Linked DNA regions of Zea mays: all the other regions are linked to region 1. The links are chromatin contacts, called in public Hi-C maps. All regions are on one chromosome and are shown on one strand. The core of a region is the stretch at or near the end of the contact, and the rest is flanking DNA. Distances in the headings are between cores, read along the strand shown. Region 1 holds the start of LOC103654128. Region 2 holds the start of LOC100276492. Region 3 holds the start of LOC100191720 (5-pentadecatrienyl resorcinol O-methyltransferase).

What was found. Hi-C and Micro-C count contacts between places; a contact is called where the count stands out from the background.
Region 2: a Hi-C map of ear shows a contact between it and region 1, with 2.1 times the contacts expected there. The contact joins the promoter of LOC100276492 here to the promoter of LOC103654128 in region 1. A contact is called at or near these places in 2 of 25 Hi-C or Micro-C datasets (ear and tassel).
Region 3: a Hi-C map of leaf shows a contact between it and region 1, with 2.6 times the contacts expected there. The contact joins the promoter of LOC100191720 here to the promoter of LOC103654128 in region 1. A contact is called at or near these places in 6 of 25 Hi-C or Micro-C datasets (endosperm and leaf).

Annotation. Positions count from the first base shown.
Region 1 is chr4:177,062,541-177,067,527 of Zm-B73-REFERENCE-NAM-5.0, reverse strand. LOC103654128 reads left to right here and starts at 2,373. Exons shown (of 1, transcript XM_020551909.2): 1 at 2,373-3,317. The coding sequence starts at 2,675. The coding sequence ends at 3,001.
Region 2 is chr4:176,844,251-176,849,237 of Zm-B73-REFERENCE-NAM-5.0, reverse strand. LOC100276492 reads right to left here and starts at 2,764. Exons shown (of 9, transcript NM_001374061.1): 1 at 2,571-2,764; 2 at 2,317-2,415; 3 at 1,799-2,238; 4 at 1,482-1,683; 5 at 1,221-1,388; 6 at 195-295; 7 at 49-117. The coding sequence starts at 2,738. It overlaps LOC100303995 (60S ribosomal protein L23), which reads left to right and starts at 3,007. Exons shown (of 4, transcript NM_001414267.1): 1 at 3,007-3,052; 2 at 3,634-3,918; 3 at 4,735-4,776. The coding sequence starts at 3,040. LOC111591458 (small nucleolar RNA snoR137) reads left to right here and starts at 4,230; the gene lies at 4,230-4,366.
Region 3 is chr4:176,924,231-176,929,217 of Zm-B73-REFERENCE-NAM-5.0, reverse strand. It overlaps LOC100191720 (5-pentadecatrienyl resorcinol O-methyltransferase), which reads right to left and starts at 2,175. Exons shown (of 2, transcript NM_001137149.1): 1 at 1,109-2,175; 2 at 582-1,010. The coding sequence starts at 2,029. The coding sequence ends at 678.

The DNA.
Region 1 (4,987 bases), core at 1,124-3,623:
CTCGCGTCCGGAGGCCGGAGACCGGAGCACCGCCGCGGGCGCTCCCTCTTGGTCCTGGGCTCCTGGCTGGCTGGCCTCCTTCCGTCCTTCACCAGTTCGCCTCACTCCCTCACCGTCGCGGCGTGCTGGCGCCCGGAGTCCAGACCAGGGGCGAAGCCAGCATTTGAGATTGAGAGGGACAAATTAGATTAAGGGGGCTGTTAAGAGGTATTTTACAATATTTATATGGTGTTTAGCTAAAAAAATTAGTAGCTTCTATGGAATTTGTAGAAGATTAGGGGGGACATTACCCCCTGTGCCCCTCCCTAGAATCGCCCCTGGTCCAGACAAGCAAAGCCGTGAAGCAAGCAGTGAAGCAAAGCAAGCAGTGAAGTTCGGAGTCCAGACAAGCAAAGCAAAGCAAGCAAGTCCAGGCGAGCAGCCGAGCAGGGGAGGCCGGACGGGAACGAGCGCGGCGAACAAGCAAACCGTGAAGCCGAGCAGATTGCAGACAAGCAAAGCAAACAGAGAGGACCAGTAAATTTCTTGAATATTTAAATTATAAATTATATCTTACTTCTTATATCATATTAATCTTCAATTATATTTTTTCTGTTTGGTTTAAAATTTTTTGTAGTCTTAGCTTAATAGCCCCCCTCTTAAATCAATCCTGGATCCGCCGGGGTATCCGAATCATGCATGCATGGACCTCTCTCTCCCATTCCATGGCTTGTTCCATCGTCATCATCGCTACTGCTGCTCCAACACCAGAGGGTACGGTTAGTCGATAATAATACTATTAACATATATAGCACGGCTACAGGCTGCATGCCGCTGCTGGAAAAAGGCAGCCCGTTAATTTGCATGGACGTCGACGCTAATGATGTGTATCTAGGGCGTGCGTAACACTTGCGACAAACGAAACATTCGCTCTCAGTTCTTAATTTGGTATACGGTTCATAGTGAAACAAAACAAAATAAAATAAAATAAAAACACCAAGTAAAAAACATGGGACTGGGAATCCTGTACACATTGGAATGGATTAGACATTGGAGTACGTGTATATATAGGACTAATATATAACTGCTGTGTTTTGCAAAAAGAAATAAGAATAGCATCCACTCAGCACTGAACATACGCGCGTGTTTCTGCTCTTTCGTGGAAAGGGCCGGCCGCGGCGCAGGCGCGTATCACGCACAAAAGCTAGCTAGCCCTGACTGAGCCAACACTGCAGGCTAGCTGCAGTGTCCAGAAAGGAAAGAGCAAAAAAAAGGGCACTGGACTGGAGCTCCAAGAACAAGGCGCCCTTGACTGCTGCTGAGTGCTGATGATGCCCCCCCGTAAAGCCCGGCTGAAACCGGTGTTCAGGTTCATCACGGCCGGGTTCTTGGTCTTCTCGTTACTCCATGCCAACTAGTTTCATATACAACTGCAGCATGTGTTTTCTCTGTCAAAATTATATATATATATATATGCATGCATCGCTCATTGCGCTGTTCAATTTAGTTGTTCTGGCAGTCTATACTTTGCTGCGTGCTCATGGCCGCGCCCGGGCGCTTCGAAAAGTCGGGCGGCGAGACCGAGACCGAGACCTTTCCTTCGCAGCGTCAAACGTGGACACATACATAACCAGCCAGTGGCAAAACTAGACCACAACCACAACTCAGGGATGTGGGTGCCCTACTTCCTACCTAGTTCCTAGTGCTACTTTAGCAAAAATGGACTGTAGTACCTACGGAGTTCTTGTTGTTACACAGTTTCTTTCGTCGACATTAATTAATTAACACGAAATTGATGCCATCCACATTCATCTTCGTTCCTAGCTCGGCCGGTGGCTTGCTCAGATCAAAAGGCTGATTCATCTGTAGCTAGGGCTGATAATGGGCTATAAATTTTACACTATAAGATTTAAGGATCGAATCGGGTTAGGATCAGGCTCTATTTCTAGTCATTTTTGAACTATAATTTATTTAGGGCCTTGACATTTTGTGAAGAACCATTTGGATCACGATCCATTACCACCCCTATCTTGGCTCCTTCTTCCCCGTCTGGTGCTGCGTTTAATATTCCTAATGGAGTTTGAGTGCTTGAAATTGAACTGTCCAAGCAAAGTCTACGAGGTAAGTGAAGTGAAGGGACGACTGGCCACGTTGGGGACACGACGAGGCAGCCTGTGCTTGTCCATGGACATGGAAAAGCCTGTCTGCCCGGCCTCTTAGTTAGCTTTCTTCCTTGCCATCCTTCCTCGAGCCTTTCCAAAGATCGTTGTTTATACATGCATGCTCTAGCCTCTACAGTAGCTCGTATAGTACTATCATAGAACAGAACGATAGAGAAGGTTTTTTTTTTCACGTCCTTTTCAATATATGTCGCCATTCTATTTGCTTGACTGTCCCGGCCGGGCCTCTCCCCCCTCCCTGCTCACAAATATCACCGGGCACGGGGACATTAACAGTCAGTCACTGTGTGTGTGTCGAGTGGAGTGCAGCGGCGTGAAGTGAAACGAGGTCACCTCACCTCACCCACCTCCCACGAATACCCAACCCAACACCCACACAGCTCTACTAGCTGGCTTGCTTGCTTGGCTGCCCTGCTCTCTCCCGCACCCGCACTCTCGCTCGGCCCATGGGCGTTGGCCGCGGCTCTTGCTGCAGCCACTGAAGACGCCCGCCCGCGGCTCCTCCCCCGCTGCTCATGGCAGGAGCTCAATGCGCCGCCACAGCTGGGCCGCGCGCCGCCGCGCCGCCGCCGCTCCTCCTCGCCCTACTCCTGCTGTGCGCCTTCCTCTGCGCCGTGCTCGTGCTGCTCGCGCCGGCGGCTCGGCAGCACGGGGACGACAGCGACGAGACGGAGGAGCTCCACGCCGCGTCTTCTCCGTGGGGCCGCCGCGACCTCCCGCGCCCGGCAGCCGCGGCGGCGTGGCGGCCCCGGCCGCGCGGGAGGTGGAACTCCGCGGGGCAGGGGCTCCGGGACGGCAAGCACGAGGTCCCCAGCGGCCCCAACCCGGACTCCAATCGGTAGGCGGAGGCCAGAGAGAGGTAGGTGGTAGATCCGTGACGTGAGCCCCGCCCGCCGTCCGTTTTCGTTCCGGCGAGCGGTGATGGTCGAAGGCTCGAAGCCCAGCTCCTGTTCCTCCTGGTGGTCGCTCGGCCGTGTAGCTAGGCGTCTCGTGTCAGCTTGTTCTTTTTGCTTATATCTTCTGTCTTCTTAATTCTTCTCCGCCTCTCCTCTCTTTCTTCTTTATCAGAGATGATGAAAATGGATGTACAAAAAGATGAGCATCGAACGCGCGCGTTACTACTACTTGATAAACTTCCGCTATTGCTGCTGTGCTCAACTCAAATCTCGTCCATATGGTCATCATCTCAAACCGGAAGCAGATTTTTACAAGCGGGAGCGGCCTTGTTCGTTCCCTGCTCGTGCTCGTACTGATAATAATTCTGCCTTGTGCTGGACCAGCCACACACACACACATGACACACCCTGATTGCTAGCTTGTACGTACAATACCATAGCATAGGCATAGCATAGCACGCGTCGTGTCTGCTTCTGCTTGGTCTCGCTCGCATCACCTGACCTGACGGCCCCTGCAGTGCAGTGCAGCTCCACGCGTGACAGCGGCCGGACAGGCAGGTATGCATTGCAATTTGCAGGGGCATGGCCGACTGGCAGCTCGCTCGCAACTGATTTGACTGGCGCCGTGACTGTACGCGCCTGTCGGCTACTACAGCAAATGCGATGCTCAAATATACTATATACAGTAGCCATTGCATCCGTTGCCCGTCAGTCAGCTTCACGTCTCCGCACCGCGCCAGAGAGACAGAGCTAGCTCCAGCTGTATTGTATGGCCCTGTTTGGCACAGCTTATTTTCAGCTTCTTCACAAATTTAAGCTAAAGTCCTGCCAAACAGGCAGTTTCTGCAGCAGCTTATCAGTTCAGCTGTTTCTCAAAATAAACTAAAAGCAGCCAACAAGCAGAAGCTGCTTTTTACCAGCTTATCAGATAAGCTGCTTTTTCAACAAGCAGCAGCTGTCCCAAATAGAGCCTATGTATCGCGCGTGCTCATGCTACGTCGTCTCGTCTATGGGATCCGATGAAATGATGGCGTCGATATGGCTCTATTTCTTATTGTCTTTAAAATAAAATTAGTTAAACACTTAAATAAACTGTGAAAAAAAAACACTTGGACCGTGATCTATTACCACCTATGTATCCCTCCCAAAGGCATAGCGCTGTGTCGTTACGCTGCCTTAACTAATTTTATTTGAGCCTTAACTAATAAATTGCGAGGGGGACAATTTATCTTTACCATCATTTGTCTGTCGCCTGATGGCCCTCAAAGGCAAAGCGCTGTGTCGTTACGCTGCCCTGGCTGCAGAATGTTGGTCCTCGGTGGACGGCGAAAAAATTGTTATTTTAGCCTTTCTAACGTGGGCTCTCTGCTATTATATAGCAACCCTCTATCTATAACTTGTGAGACCATTTATGTCTATGATTTGTGTGACTGGTGGTAAAATAGAGAAATCCACGGTTGAGAGCGATAAAATTTGCGTCGACGGCGGCGACCTTTCCTGCCGGGGCGGCGAACAGAAGGATGGGTTTGGCAACGCAGATACGTAGACTGACCACTCAAAGGACGGTATCGATTATTCTAGCCATAGGCCATAGCAGAGCCCGCGTCCGCTGGTGTGCTGTGCGTGTCCCGGTCCCATGCTCCCCGTTCGCCCTATGGGCTTTCGTAAGTACTTCGCTTATTAAACGGGCCCAGTGAGAGGATGGGCCGAATCTGTAGCATCGCGACGTGTATCCTGGGACGATTTCGGGAGGGGTTCTTCGCCCAAGTTGGGAACGGAAACCCGGCTCGGGTCGGGATCGCCTTTGCCGTCTAATCCTGTCGTCTTCCGCTTCCGCCTAGCTAGTTCGTCTTCGCCTGTCAGAATCTGGCGAATGTGCTCAGTTGCCTGTTTATAGCAACAAGTATGACTAGGGGTGGTAATGGATCGCGA
Region 2 (4,987 bases), core at 1,515-4,014, 220 kb after region 1:
TTTGAAATGTGACATACCTCGTACTAACAACTTTTTTTAACATCATACCGATCTGCAGGAGCAGCTTCATGAATTTGCTTATCGATTTGAGCTAGGTATATCTGGAACAAGCTTGACCTATACGATCAGTTGCAAACATTAAATCGCCATAATGATAAAAATCCATCCCATAATAAGGTAAAAGGTCAGCTCACTGCGGTGGAATTGCTGCGGCGGTAAGAACTGGAGGTAGAAGCCATAGTACGGATGGTTTCCTCTCTAATGTCTGTCTTGCATAGTCAAGAATATCCTTTTCCTGTAGTTCGAAGCTTTAGATGAAGATACATTATTTCGTGAGGTGTGAGAAAACGAAACATCGTAGATACCAAGATTCTAAAATATATGCCGTCTTGCTAACAATTGTTATTGTGAGTTGTGACAGGTCCGTTATGCAATTTATTTCCTGAGAGGTCTCTGAAAGGCATGCTAATCATTACTACTTAGAACTATCATGCAAGTTCCTAACCTTTCTATGCTAATATTTATTTTCTGAAATCATTAATTCGTTTATAATATATCTAATCAAGTAGGAGCCTTCCACTGGCCCATGAATCCTGGTAGGTTTTGGACCGCTTACTGATAAAAAATAGACAGTAGACACTATGTTGGACCTTTAATCTACGAAATTTTCTTTGGAACTTACAGTTCACTGACTCAAGTATTGTTTAAATTGGTCGAGCATCACTTGTAAATCAAACTAGACCAAGGTAGTATGACAAGTAATTGGTTTTAATAATGTTATTTACCATTTTTGAATGTAGACTAAGGACTGAGCATTAGCAGCTTTCAACAAAAAATAGTTTTGTGTCAGTTTCCTGTCACATACTCACATGTGTAAACACAGTTACAGCAAGTGCACCGAAGACCTGATTTGGTATACAGCCCATTACAAGTTCTGGCAGAGAAGTTTGATCGTAGGCCCTCGATATATTTTAGTTACATAAGTACATTGAGGATTCACAGAAACACCATTGATAGTTTGCACGAAGACACAATCAGTGTTCAGTATTTAGGTGAAAACCTTCCTGAATTTATTCTTAAGAGTTAAGATGTACGGATACCTACTTGGTTGAGAGGGGTACAATCCCCACATTTCAAAAATTTCACACCGAGTTAAAGTTTCTAACGTACAGAATACTTCGCAAACTATGAACATGATATAAGACCAAAATATGAAAAACCTCCAAATTAAGATATTCGTCTTGGAATTTGTCCTGAAAGGTTCTGTGAAGGCACTGGTGCAGATCAGCGTGCTTCTTGGATATAGGAATGGAACAGAAAGTGTGTGACATGAAGCCCTCTATCAATGTGTTCCATCGCCTTGTAATCGAACCCAGCAAGCATAGCTCCTACAAAGATAACGCATACATGTTGATGTGACAATGTAGAAAGTTTATATACTAGAAGTGTATACAGTTGAAGGCTAAAAGGTGAGCAGTTACCATGGTTTCAACAAGACCACTATGACATGTTTCTTCTATACTTTTTAAGGGCTCAAACACTTTCATCCACTGCTCTTTAGGAGCTTTAAAAATCAAACTAGCTCCAGACAGAACTCGAATGGTCCGTTGATCAAGCAAATATGACAAACACTTTGCTCTCCATTGCTTCCACATTAGAAACTCGTCGATCATTTGCGATGTTCTGTGTTGTAATAGCATTGAGTGAGTTCAGACTGGGCATGGTATCATGTAAAACAAAGGACACATAAATGTGGATTTTGATAACCGAAGGCAATATATCAAAGGTGAATGCTTACTTCGGAATTGCTGGGACACAAGGCTTATTACTACCATTTTCCAAGATGTTCCTTTTCACACTGTTCAAAAACGTTTCCAGTCCTCTATCAGCCAACCGTCCACACGATGCCGAATCCAGCGTCTTCTGAAATTCTTTAACTATAATCCATGAATGGCCCGTGGATTCAGCCCGCAGATCATAAGAACTAGTGGGAAGTCCACCATCACAAGCATTCATGGTCTGCGCAAAACATGATGTATTCATATTCAATATTGACTCAGCATACTCTTGGCATGCGTTGTGCGCACCACTAGCACAAATGCCATCAATATCCATGCCAGCAACCGCTTCAAGAAGAGCACAAAAGTTTTCCACGCTCATTGTGTTTGGTTTCAGAAAATGTCGCATAACCAACACCCTTGCCATGGATAGCAAATCTGAACGTACAGCAGCAAGACCCTGCACATGTAACAGAACTCACTACATGTAAAACCCCCCAGAATAACCGCAGACACCATACAAGCTATGGAGAAGCACCTTAGGGAACTCGGGACTTGAAGTGAGCTCAAGGAGTGCCGCATCGAGTTCTCTTGCAGAATCCTCGTACTGGCCCGAGTCGAGCAGGTCCTTGAAAATCTGAACACAATGCAAGCACAATGGAGCAACTCAGGAGACATATCTCGGACGCACTCACTGACACAAGAAATTCTGCAGACTTCTAGCATAAGAAAGCGGAACGGAGAAGACGTTATGAAGTCGAAGGGCAGGAGGCGAGAGGGATCGCCACTGACCTCCTCGAAGAAGAGCGCCCACCGGAGGGCCTTCTTGATCTCGTCGGCGCTCCAAGTAGCAGCGGCGCCGGACGAGGTGCGGCCGCCGGCAAGGACAAGGACGTCGACGAAACCCCGCACCAGACGGAGCACCTCCTCCATGGTCACCGCCGGGTGCGCCCACCCCATTTCCCGAGCCTCCTTCTCACGATCCTGACTTCCGAAGGGACTAACGCGCAAGAAATCCCGAACTTTTTACTTTGCACCCAGAACCCTATACTTATGCATTTTATTTTTTCTATCACTCACTCGGTTCTATGGTTCGCGCACCTCGCACTACATACTAGCCTGAGGACCTGAAAATTCAGCTGAAATTGTTACAAGGGGTACTCGAATAATAGCCGCAAAACCCTAACCTTGGCACCGTATAAACGAGCCAACCTGTCCACCCCGCGCCGCCGCCACTCCGCCGCTCCTCTCCGCTTCCAAGATGTCGAAGCGAGGTAAATCCAATGCTCCCTTCCCACTCGATCTTCTCGTGCATGGTTTGCCGCTTGTTCTGTTATAGTTTATCGTTCAGGTTATAAGTTGAAAATTTTCGTTTCTGATGCGTAAGTCCTTGCATTATCTGGAATCCATCGTAAACGAGTAGACCATCTGATGTCACAGCTGATGGGTTCGGGATTAGTGAACTTTCTAAACGAACTATTCTGAATTTTGATGCCACGGTCATGAGCTTGATACGTAGTTAGATTCGAGGTTAGACATTGAGTGTGTTTGAGATGTTAGTTTATTTGGGATGGCATCTATATGCTTGTCCTTACTTAGTAGTCAGATCCACTTTGAGATTGAAAGATGATGCTATTTAGATGACTGGTGGCAGCGTCGTTTAGCAAATTTGATCTTATTGAAGCACATCATGCCATGTTTCTCAATCTATACTAGGTGTTTCTGTATTTTATCATTTACTCTGACTTAGGTTCCTCTATTACTTGACAATTAGTTGAAAGCTTTCTTTAAACAAACTTTGGGCTTCATACTGGTGCATTGTAGTTATGTGGTCTAAATATGTTTTGAACTGCAGGACGTGGAGGTTCTGCTGGTAACAAGTTCCGGATGTCACTGGGTCTACCAGTGGCAGCCACTGTGAACTGTGCTGATAACACTGGAGCCAAGAACCTTTACATCATTTCTGTGAAGGGAATCAAGGGGCGCCTTAACAGGCTTCCTTCTGCCTGTGTTGGTGACATGGTTATGGCAACTGTGAAGAAGGGAAAGCCTGACCTTAGGAAGAAGGTGATGCCAGCTGTCATTGTGAGGCAGCGCAAGCCATGGCGCCGAAAGGATGGTGTCTACATGTACTTTGAAGGTACATTTATTATCATGACTGGGTGCATTGACTCTGCAATGGTCCAATCATTTGAGCTTCTGTGTCCTTGTAGAATTACCCAGAATTCAGTTCTCTTGGATAGTCTTCTTTTCATTTGATTTTGGTTCTTTAGAGTGTGATGTCTGCTTAGCTAACATTCTACTTTTGATATTATTTCTGAATTTTAGTAAACATGATGACCAAGATATCATAGTTGTTTTTTTGTTGTTGCAAATTTGTACTCTAGAATACTTTGTTCTGAGGAATTATGATTAGATTTTAGGAAGCTTGATGTTCTCTGCACAAAAAGTGTTGCTTCTTTACCTAATAAAGAGTGACCGTGCAGTCTGGTCATTTGTCAAGAGGAAGCATATAAGCGAATTGGCCAGTATTAAACAGCATTGTGCATTTTCCCGTTGTGCAGTGTTACCTGTCTCCTGGCACATGTTGAAGTATTCGCGAAACAATGACCAATACTATTTATTTGCTCAGATACCAATAGCATGTTCTCATGTTTTTTAATTCAAACTCTAGCAACGGTGAATATGTGCAAGTTAGATGTTGCATCTTGGCTGGATTGTACTAGTTATGTGGTTATGCCTTGGTATAATTTGGTGTCGACCTGCAGTTGATTTGAGTTATTTATTCTGTCTTTTAACATTTTTTGTGCCTGTCACATGTCTAGAGATTTATATTAGACATTTGGTGATCAGCAACTCTTTTTATTTACCTGCTGCTCGTGGTCAACACCACATTTACTTCAGCCTTGGTTCGTGGTTCATGCTTCTGTAATGTTCTGTTTATGTGATATTGCAGACAATGCTGGAGTGATTGTGAACCCAAAGGGAGAGATGAAAGGTATACTCCTGAACGTTCTGTTGGTTTTATGTGCATTACAACTATTCTGGTGTAGGCATAGCTGAAAATGGTGCCAGAATACAGCAAGCGGAATGGCTCCGGAATTTTTCTAGTTGATTAAAACTTATATAAATTAATGAAGTAATCCGGCTCGGACTGGTTTCAGGTCACCATTTTTTGTTCTCTATTTGACTCTCTATTTACCTTTCTA
Region 3 (4,987 bases), core at 926-3,425, 140 kb after region 1:
GGGTGCTGGCATCGTCCACTATTTTACCGGAGCGTCCGCTTGCCTTGCTAGAGAGAAAAAAAAAGGAGACTAACTTACGCTAAATATACCGAACATAACTTTAGAAATAGCCTTAGCTCATGGGTAACGGAATAGAGACGTAAAAAGATTTGTTTCATATATATGGCTATAATCAAGATCATGTACGGTCTGAATTAACAATCGCCTGCGGTCCCGTTATTTTATTGGCATTTACAGCGAGCATCCATGGTTCCCAAAGTGATAACATGAGAGCGTGGGGATCGACTGCACGCACATGCATGCTTGTCTGCTCGACACGCCCTGCCATATATAGTGCCCGTGCCACAACGAGCCAGTCCCGAGTCCCGACTAGCGAGCTTAGTTTTCAATTCAGTAAAAACTAATTAGGATACAGCTCTATGATGGATCGAAACCGATATAATCAATCATGTAGTGGATGTTATTTTATTACTCCCTCCGTTTCGTTTTATTTGTCGCTAAATAGTACAAAATTGAACTATCCAGCGACAAATAAAAAGAAACGGAGGGAGTACATATAGCATGCATGGATCCCTGAGCATGGCAAACACACGTTCGATCACCACCACACGCCCAGCCACAACCACAACAAGCTTGTCGCGAGTGGCGAGCTTAGCTTTCAATTCAGTATACTAATTTTAATTAGGATAGAGCTCGATGATGGATCGAACGCCCAGAAGCGGCATAATCCTGTAGTCCTGAAACCCAGCCTCGGAGAAGATCTTCTTCCACTCCTGCTCGTCTCGCTCCACTCCGTTGACGCACATCATCAAGAGGTCAAACAAGATCTGCGTCTCTACGTGCCTCAAGTCCGACTCCGACGGCTCATCGTCCGCGGATCCTGATCCTGGTCCGGCCACCACCATGTCTATGATTATCACCTTCCCTCCCGCCGCTCGTGGGGGTATGGCTTGCTTGCAGTTCTTCAGTATCCTCACACACTCGTCGTCGCTCCAGTCGTGAAGAATCCACTGGACGGTGACAGGACAGCAATATTATATAGTGATAGAATAATGTCGTCGCGAGCTGGATCCGGCGATGGATCGAATCGGACCGGACGTACACGTACCTTGAGCAACACCGCGTCCGCCGGTGGGATGCATTGAAACATGTCACCGGCAACGTACTGGACGTTGCTGTCGGTGGTGCCGGCAGCTGCCTTTGCGACGACATGCGGGAGGTCCAGGACGGTGCAGCTGAGGTCCGGGAAGGCCGCCGCGATGGTGGCGGCAGCCCCGCCGAGGCCGCCGGCGACGTCGACGAGGGAGGTCAGGCCACGGCCGAACACCTCGTCGCCGCACTCCCTCAGCACGATCGGCATGAGGAAGGCGGTGTCCGAGGCCATGGCGTCGTCGAACGGGAACGCGTGGGCGTCGCGCTCGGCTCGCTCCCAGATCGTCTGCCCGCCGCACGCCAGGGCGAACGGGGACGACAGGCGGCCAGCCGGCTGCTGGTGCTGCCCATCATCCTGCGGCGGCTGCTGGAACTGGAACCACTCGCGCACGGCCCTGCTGAACGCGGATCCTCGGCAGGTTTCGAGTAAGAGCTGCACATAAACGGTCAGAGAAGGAGGAGGAGGCAGCTGCCTCGTCGTCGCCGTCGTCGAGCTCTCCTTCTCTCCGACGACGAGGAGGCGGGAGGCCGCCGTCAGCTTGTAGACCGGACCTTCCGCTTCTGCGCCACGCCTGCCGCCTCCATCTGACGACGACGCTGGTCGCTGGACGACGGTGAAGATGCCCGACACGGTGAGCGCGCGCATGACGCGGCGCAGGTCGCGGAGCTTGTTGTTGCACGGGTCGATCTTGATCCCGGCCTCCGCGAGTATCTGGGGAAGGGTGGCGGCGCCACCGAGGCGGTGGATGGCGTCGGCGATGCGGAGGTCCATGGCGACCGCGAGCGCGAGGGACTTGAAGAAGCCCAGGGACTGGTGCCAGAGCTGGAGCTGACCCTGGAGGAGCTCCTGACTGCTGTACTCGCCGAGCAACGCCATTCTTCTTCTTTGCTGAGGTGTTTAGCTTGTGGGTGTTTACATATATATAGTACTATCATCAGGCCCTGGTTGACATAGGTCCAACTCCAACTCCATAAATTTATGTTTCACTTCTACAATTCAGCTCAAGTAAGCTTCACATAAAGTTAGAGCTACTCAAGAAATGTGTTTGGCTAGGAGAGTACCCCTAGCTCTTAAGAGACGATGAGCGGCTGGCTCTGACTTTGGGCGCAGTGGCGGCTACGGCTGCATTGATTAGGCGTGGAAGTGCAAGGCGGCGCCGACGAGGAGGAAAGAAAAACGCTCGACGCCGCTCTTGTTCATCGTGCAAGAAAACAAACAGTTATTTATCCATATTGAAACAAAACATATGTCTGCACTACGAGATTTTTTAAAAGAAAATCATGTTCATTGTGCAATGCAAACATCCGTATTCGGCTGCGTCTGCATCCGTTGTGACTTGTGAGAGTAAAACACTGTAACTAGGATGGCTGGACTCCACGACACTGTTCACACCACCTCGCAATTGGGTCTGAACAACTGTATCACATGTCAGCACAATTATCCTCTTTTTTTCTTCTAAATAGACACATCCTTCCACAATCATCGCGAATCAAAATTTGCGATTGGGAGGTACGCATTGCAGCGGTCGGATCACATCTTCAAGCAGATCAAACACACTGCGACTGTGCAGGAACAAGACGCGACTTCGCAACCAACCGCCAGATGCCAATCGCAGCTAGAGATGGCAATGAGCCTGATCCTGATTCCTCGCGGAGAATTTCTCCATTAGAGAATCACTACCAGAATCCGAGTCTTTGCCGAGTGTTGGCCTCTTTACCGAGTGTCTTTTGTCGGGCACTCGGCAAAGACGGCTTTGCCGAGCGCCGCCCTCGGTAAAGTTAGGCTCTCGGTAAAGAGACTCTTTACCGAGTGCTGGACACTCGGCACCGGACCCCACTCGGCAAAGACACATTTGCCGAGTGTCAAACACTCGGCAAAGGAGGCTCTCGGTAAAGGGCCGTCAGCGGCCGTCCAAAAGTTGACGTCCGTCAGTCTTTGCCGAGAGCCAACGGTTGACACTCGGCAAAGGAGGCTTTGCCGAGTGTCATCCCTAAACACTCGGCAAAGTATATTTTTATTTTTTTTATTTTGTCTCCCAAACTTTTTGTGGTATGTTCCTACACTATGTAGACCTACATGTATCATTTGTGGACAATTATAACAGAGTTTTCAATCGTTAGTAGATTTAGTTCGTTTATTTCAAATTCTTCGGAAAATTCAAATTTGAACTGCAGGTCACTCGAAACTTGGAAAACCGTGCATGAAAAAATGATATTCATGTTACTTAGCATAAGTTACGACCGATTCCAGAAGCGTACCAGAAACTTCGAGAAACATGCTCACTAAACATGGCCGTGAACTTGGCATCCACATGTTTAAAAATTGTATAAAACACAAACAAAGTCAGAAAATCATGAAACTTGTCCACGTGTCATGATATCTTATGTACAGGCTGTGATAAAAATTTTAGAATGTTTGGAGAAAGTTGTGAGACACTATGTGTAGAAACCTAGAAGATCCACATTGAAACTCTATGATTTCATGTGTAGTCCTCTAGGTTTCTACACATAGTGTCTCACAACTTTTTCCAAACATTCTAAAATTTTTATCACAGCCTGTACATATGCTATCATGACACGTGGACAAGTTTCATGGTTTTCTGACTTTGTTTGTGTTTTATACAATTTTTAAACATGTGGATGCCAAGTTTACGGCCATGTTTAGTGAGCATGTTGCTCGAAGTTTCCGGTACGCTTCTGGAATCGGTCGTAACTTATGCTAAGTAACATGAATATCATTTTTTCATGTACGGGTTTCCAAGTTTCGAGTGACCTGCAGTTCAAATCTGAATTTTCCGAAGAATTTCAAATAAAAGAACTAAATCTACTAACGATTGAAAACTTTGTTATAATTGTCCACAAATGATACATGTAGGTCTACATAGTGTAGGAACATACCACAAAAAGTTTAGGAGACAAAATAAAAAAAATAAAAATATACTTTGTCGAGTGTCTAATTAAGACACTCGGCAAAGACAGCTTTGCCGAGTGCCAACTGCGTGGCACTCGGCAAAGAATAGGGAAAGAGTCTTTGCCGAGTGTCCCCTTGGCGACACTCGGCAAAGACAGCTTTGCCGAGTGCCAGCGATCTGGCACTCGGCAAAGTGTATTTTAAAATTAAAAAAAACCTTTGCCGAGTGCTAGATCACGGGCACTCGGCAAAGCGCCCTACATACCAACGGCCGAGCGCTTCTTCCTCACTCTCTCTCTCACTCACTCACTCAACCGCCGCCGCCGCGCCCTCGCCGCCGCCGCCGTGCCCTCCCTCGCGCCCGCGCTGCGCCGCCGCCGTGCGCCCGCGCCCGCGCCGCCGTGCCCTCGCGCTCGTCGTGCTGTGCCCGCGCTCGCCGTGTAGTGCCCGCGCTCGCCGTGCCGTGCCCCTCGCTTGCCGTGCTCTCGCCCTCGCCCGTCGTGCCCCTCGCCTAGCCCCTCGCCCTCGCCCGTGCCCCCGCCGCGCTCCTCGCCGTGCCCCCGCCCACCGCCCCCGCCGTTCCCCCGCCGTGCCCCCGCCCACCGCCCCCGCCGCGCTCCTTGTCGTGCCCTCGCCCGCCCGGCGCCTCGCCCGCGCCCCGTCGCCTCGCCCGCGACGAAACCTCCAAGGTGATTGCTTGATTTATGTTATACGTGTATGATTTATATGAAATGATTAGTTTTAATATTGAGTTAATTATATACGTGTATGATTAGGTTAATATGTAGTATTGTTGATTGCCGGCCATCGTGCCGTTGAATTATGCGTGGATGTCAGCCATCGTGCTGATAGTTTTATTTGCAGGATTTTGAAACCTCCCCGTGCAGGGGAGGTGCTGCCGAAATTTTCTGTTGCTAGGCTTCT